2 separate regions of the Triticum aestivum genome follow, and region 1 is linked to region 2. A link is a contact called in public Hi-C data. All regions are on one chromosome and are shown on one strand. The core of a region is the stretch at or near the end of the contact, and the rest is flanking DNA. Distances in the headings are between cores, read along the strand shown.

Evidence for each region. Hi-C and Micro-C count contacts between places; a contact is called where the count stands out from the background.
Region 1: a Hi-C map of leaf shows a contact between it and region 2, with 4 times the contacts expected there. The contact joins the promoter of LOC543353 here to the promoter of LOC123122959 in region 2. A contact is called at or near these places in 3 of 5 Hi-C or Micro-C datasets (all in leaf) and 1 of 1 datasets of contacts at active chromatin or transcription factors (leaf).

Annotation. Positions count from the first base shown.
Region 1 is chr5D:479,454,697-479,457,770 of IWGSC CS RefSeq v2.1, forward strand. LOC543353 (cold-regulated 413 plasma membrane protein 1) reads left to right here and starts at 1,795. Exons shown (of 4, transcript XM_044543345.1): 1 at 1,795-2,107; 2 at 2,672-2,779. The coding sequence starts at 1,914. LOC123122960 (cold-regulated 413 plasma membrane protein 1) reads left to right here. Exons shown (of 4, transcript XM_044543344.1): 3 at 504-574; 4 at 728-1,175. The coding sequence ends at 987.
Region 2 is chr5D:479,301,042-479,303,962 of IWGSC CS RefSeq v2.1, forward strand. LOC123122959 reads right to left here and starts at 1,307. Exons shown (of 1, transcript XM_044543343.1): 1 at 181-1,307. The coding sequence starts at 1,206. The coding sequence ends at 283. LOC123122958 (BTB/POZ domain-containing protein At5g66560) reads left to right here. Exons shown (of 4, transcript XM_044543342.1): 4 at 1-177.

The DNA of each region.
Region 1 (3,074 bases), core at 545-3,044, 150 kb after region 2:
ATACTAGTGGTTTTCTCTTTCTCGGTTTCTGTTTTCTTATTTGGGATCTTGCTTTTTATGGCTCTCATCTCCGCAACTCGCGATTATCGCGAGAAAACTGTGTAGTTTGCTTTTAATTTTTTAGTTTCCTTTTGTGCGTCGACACTAGATGCTGGTCTGGACGTGGTTTACTCTGTTATCAGTGATAGTGAGCACAGGCTTTCTGGTTGTACCGTTGAAAATACCGTATATCAGAAGTGATGGTATTGTTGGCATTTGGTGCACATGATAAGTCAAGGGCCTGAAGATCGATTTTCTTTAAAACCAAGTTATCTCACAACCGAGAATAAAATCCGAGAACTGACCTCTTTCATGCTTGTTGTCCCGAGTCCGGACGGCAAAACTCAAGCTCCCTTTTTCATGCTTGTTGGTTGTACTGATAGTTGCAGTCCAGATACTTCCATGATGCTATATCGTGTGTTGATCCATTACAAATTCCTGATTGCTGAACATCAAAATTGCAGGGGGGAGATTGGCAGCTGGGTTGCGTTCGTTTTCGTCGTCCTGCGGCTATTCTTTCCGCGCCACTTCCCTGGTACTATCATTTTGCTCTCTGTTTCTCGTCCTTATTGTTGCTCCCTAGCAGATTATTTCAGCAAATATGTGTTGGTTTTCCGTCATGTACTCAACAAGCCAGCCGTTAAAACATTGCATAAATCTCACAATGGGATCTTCATCATGTTGTCAGATTGGCTGGAGCTGCCTGGGTCTCTGATCCTCCTCACGGTGGTCGCCCCCGCCATCTTCGCGGACACCTTCCGGGGCTCCTGGCTCATCATCGGCGTCGGCGTGTGCCTGGTCATCGGGTGCTACCTGCTCCACGAGCACATCAAGGCGTCGGGGGGCCTCAAGGAGGCCTTCCAGAAGCCCAATGGCTGGTCCAACACCATCGGCATCCTCCTCCTCTTCATCTACCCGGTCTGGGCCGTCGTGATGTGGTTCCTGTAGACCGTTCGCCGCTGTTTTGCGGTTCATCGTGTGATGTTTGCTCCGGCGATTTGGTGTCGATGAACCATGCGCTCTTGTACCTGTTGAATTTTGATGAACTGTCTCGGCCATGTTTCGATTTGGTGTCACTTATTTGTTTCCTTCATCTGTGGGTACATAGCCATCAATAAAAACATTTGCTCTGTTGATCGGTGGGTGCATTGAAGTGAAGAGTTCCTGGCCAAGTGATGTTCGTATGATGGTTACGTGCAACTGATCTGTTATGAGCTTATTGATTACTCCCTCTGTATCGAAATAAGTGTCGCTGATTTAGTACAAAATTATACCCCATATTAGTTTGTGAACTCAAGTAATCGTCGTATTTTTGGTAGGTGGGAACAAGGCTGAGCTATGGAGGCCGTCCTTAAAAACTACTTACTCCGTCCCATAATATAACAGCATTTTTGACATTACAGCTACGTGAGAATGTTAAAAAAAAGTGACCAATCTTTGGAAAACAAGAACCGCTAAAAATCTTTTTTTACAAAGACAAACTTCCAGAATTTGAACTGCGAACATCTTTACGAACATTGCTGCCCGTACATGCACTTATTCAGACAAGCATGTCTATAATACATATTGCGGTCAAAAGTCAAATCCCGTGATATACTGTGACAGCAAGCTTAAATTAAAATTAAAATACTGCATGCATGCAATAATACAGTTGCGATCTGTCCCCCACGTGTCTGTCCAGCGGGCCCGTAGAGAATTGTCCAGACCGTTCCGTCGACCCTAGCAGGTCCAGCTAATTCAGCTGAGCTGCCGGCCTGTACATATTTCCTCCTATCCGCACAGGCACAGCCAAAGCACAAATCAAACCCAGACCCGAGCCCATCCATCCATCCATCCATCTTGAGAACTCTCGAGGTCTCGGCGATTCGGGGGAGATGGCGCCGTCGTTCCTCGCGATGAAGGCGGGCGCGGCGTCCGGCGCGTCGGAGGCGGCGCAGGCGCTGCTCGAGTCGGACCTGCGGGAGCTGGGCATGGCGGCGCGGAAGCTCGCCAACCACGCCATCGTCCTCGGCGGCGGCCTCGGCTTCGGCCGCCACTTCCTCAAGTGGCTCGCCTTCATCGCCGCCGTGTCAGTACATACCAACCCCCCTTTATTTTCCTTGTTGCGACGAGCTTTGGTTTCTGCAAAGGGGATCTCCGATCTCCCTCGCCTCCTGACCATTTCGGGAGGACCACGGGGCAGTTGAGACGCCTGCGAGAAACATCAGGACAGCATATTCGCTTGGAAGTAGTAATTTTTAGTAAGCTTGAACGTGTAATTTAACTGCGGTACCCTAGAGCGAGATGCCAATTGCCAAACGCGGTCAAATTCGTGCGAAAACCTCGGTCATAACGGATGCTTGGTAGGAAATGTTCACGATTGATTGTGTGGGATTTGCGAAGCAAACATCCCTAACATACAGACAGAAGTCTGACCTTATCAAAGTGTATATGCTGTGATGTTAAGCTATTACTTACCTGTTAGGATAACTCTGCAGCCTATATATGATGGTCTCTTCAATCTTCAAGTGTATATGCTGTGAGTTGAGGAGTTTATGTGTCCACTTAACCTGAGATTGTTACCTTCTTGGCAATTGTCGGTTAGTCACCGGATTATGCATTGTCTGAACTTTGCCGTTCTCTTCTGCTGCAGGTACCTCTTGGTATTGGACCGGACAAACTGGAAGACCAACATGCTGACCGGACTCTTGGTCCCTTACATATTCTTCACCCTGCCTGGTGTGCTGTTCTCTCTCGTAAGGTGGTTATAGTCGCAATTTCCCTTCTGCGGCATCAGTTCGTGTTTTCAGTTTAAATGCAGTTGTTAGTAGCTGTGGAGGATTGTAGCATTCCTGCAGATTAACCGATTTGAAATATCTGAAATTCTGAACTTAGAAAATCGAAATATTTCATGTATTTTTTCCAGAATGAAAAACTAGTGCATTAGGTTGTCGATAAAGCGAGGTAAGATATTGTTCATTGTTGGTTGATATCACCGGCTATAGGGCCAGAGTGCCGGTCTTCTTAAAAAAAGCTCACTTCACTGAGGATAGAAT
Region 2 (2,921 bases), core at 57-2,556:
TCTTTGCTTCGATTTGTGGAAATACGAGGGGTTTTCCTAGGAGGAATTGTGAGCTTCATCATGTTTGATCAATCAGATTTCGTTGTAGCAGTGCACAATCTTTCGATCAGTGTCATCTTGCTGGGTAATGCATCATGTCACATGTTGGCTAAACAAATTGCTTCATTGTTCTCTCCACTTACACAAGACCAAAACCCTTTGCCAAAATTTACAGGCATGCTCGAGACACTGAACTAGGCTAAGATAGGAATGGATGCCAATGGCAGTTGTGGTGGAGGCGTCTCACCAGTAATCCCCGCAGGAGCAGCCGCCGTCCTTGAAATGGTGGAACCGCTTGTTGTCCCTGACGATGATCTCGCGGCCGGTCACCTTGGCGATGAGCTTGACGGCGCTGTGGCAGTCCCCGCAGATGCGGAGGTTCTTCATGACCCGCAGCGGCGTGCCGGGCGGCGTGCTCACCAGCCCGAAGGCGATGGCCAGGCGCTCGCTGTGGTACATGAGCGCGCGCTCCTTGGCGGCCTCGTCGATGTCGTGCAGCACGAAGCGGGTGTCCGGCACGTACCCCGCCGCGCGTATTTCCTCGTGCAGCTCGCGAACCTTCTCGTAGGCCTCCTTCCGCTTGGCCTGCGCCGCGTCCGCGGGCTTCCCCGGCGCCGGCCTCGACGCTCCCTCGAGGACGCGGCGCGCGTCGGCGGGGGCGCCGAGCTTGCAGTACAGCGTGGCGATCCTGTGCACGATGGGCGCGGCGATCCCGGAGTACCGGGACGTGGACTTGGAGAGCAGGCGGTGGCCTCGTCTGAGGGAGGCCAGCGAGAGCGCGTCGACGTAGCACTGGAGGACCGCTGCCTGCTCTTCCGGCGCGAGTTGGCCCGACGAGCCGTTGCCTCCCCTCCGGCGAAGCATTTCGTCGAGCAGGTTGACTGCTCCCTCGAGGTCGGGCTCTTGGCAGACCCCGCGGAGCTCGTCGCGGTCCAGGCCGCACTGAGTGTCACTGGTCGATACGCTGCCCGCAACAGAAGTGGCGTCGGCGGTCGCACAGCGGAGCAGCGGGCGGCTGCGACTGCGGCTGTAGCAGCGGGTCTTCGACGTCGTTGCGGCCGGTTGAACGAGGCCGCCTAGAGTAGCGCGGTCGCCGAGGCTGGCGGCGGTGAGGAAATGGGACGGGTGAGACGCCGCCGGTGCCGCGAGTCCTGGAGATATTAGCATATCTGCCGGCGACGCGAGTGGCAGGGGAACTCAGCGAGTGTCTGTCTGGTACGCGAAGGAGAAAGGGGTAACCACACGCAGAGTGCGAGGGAGGACGAGTCGACGACGAGGTCACAGTTGCGGACAAGACGTCAATTCGTGTTTTTTTTTAAATCACACATCAATTCGTGTTGGGCCGGTAAGTCTAAGCCCATAGATACAGGGGCCTTTCTAGTCTTCTGAAGGGGAGAGCAAACTAATTGAGAAGCGCTGCCTTCCAAGGGAGAGTCCCTGTCGGACGCCCGTGTGCGTCAAGAAACCCTGGCTTCGCACAGGGTCCATCCAACTGGGCCAGCCCATTTGCAGTTCAAATAAAAAAAATGTAAATGCTGGAACACAGTTTCGGGACGGTACTGTACCATCCGGTTCACTGTAGCGCCGCGTTTTGAAGCTCGGTTTTTATTTTCGAATATTTTGAACATACGAATATATACGCTGAAAAATTCGAATATGCATTGAACATTTTATAATGTACGTTGAACAATTTTCGAATATGCATTGAACATTTGTGTAATGTACATTGAACAATTTTTCAATACACATTGATTTTGTGTAATATGCCCTAAAAAATTTAAATACAAAGTAAACATTTGTAGTATTCGTCGAAAAAATTCTGAAAATACGATGGACATATTTATAATGCATGGTGAACCTTTTTGTAATATACCATTAACATTTTCTTAGTATACAATGAACATTTGTAATAGACATAAAGTATGTATAACACACGAAAAAAGAAAAAAGAAAATAAAAAGGGAAATAAAATAAAGTAAAAAGGAAACAGGAAAAGAAGAAGAAAAGAAGCATAAAAGAGAAAGAAAGAGTGAAGCCCACCGTGGGCCGGCCCAAACTGGGGTTTGGGGGGGACGCCTTCAGCGAAGCCTCGCCTCTATGACGCCGGCGCGCGTCATATAGGATTCGCCCTTCCAAGGGTACCACTAAAAAAAAGGAGCCTTTCAAGGGTCATTTGAAGTGGGCTGAGAGCGTGTCACTTGGCGCGCTGTCAGCCGCCATGAAGTATCGCGCTCTTGGGCGCTTCGTCTGGATTTTATTTTATTTTTATTTTTCCGCACGCGTTTTCAGCTTTTTACATGATTTTGTTTTGTTTTCATCCGCGAGAGACACGGTTTTACTTCGCAACAGGCAAGGATATGCCATGTCTATCACGGAAGCAAAAACTCGCTGAAGCAAAACCTTGCTTTTCGCGGAAGAAAAAAAGACGTGGTTGTACCTCTCAAAAAAGGGGAAAACGCATTTTCTTTTATTTTCCTTCTGCGAGAAGCAGGCATGGGCTCGCCTCTCGAAAAAGAAAAAAACTCAAATTTTTACCTTCCGTGAGAGGCAGGCACGACCGTGCCTCTTGAAAAAGGAAAAAACGCATTTTTTAACCTTTCGCGAGAGGCAGGCATGGGCGTGCCTCTCGAAACGAGACAAACACGTTTCTTTTTTTCCTTTCGCAATAGGCACGGGTTTACTTCTCGTGGAGGCATGAATTTGCTTCCGCGAGAGGCAAAGTCGTGCCTCTTTCGGAAAGGAAAAAGGTGCTCCCGATTTGATTTTTTGTGAAAAAAATGTTTGTCAAAACCTATCAACATGAGATCTAGTTTTGAAGATGTCAACACGAGGAATCCAACGGTAAAAACGGTTCGAGGTTTGGAGACACGATTTAAGAGATA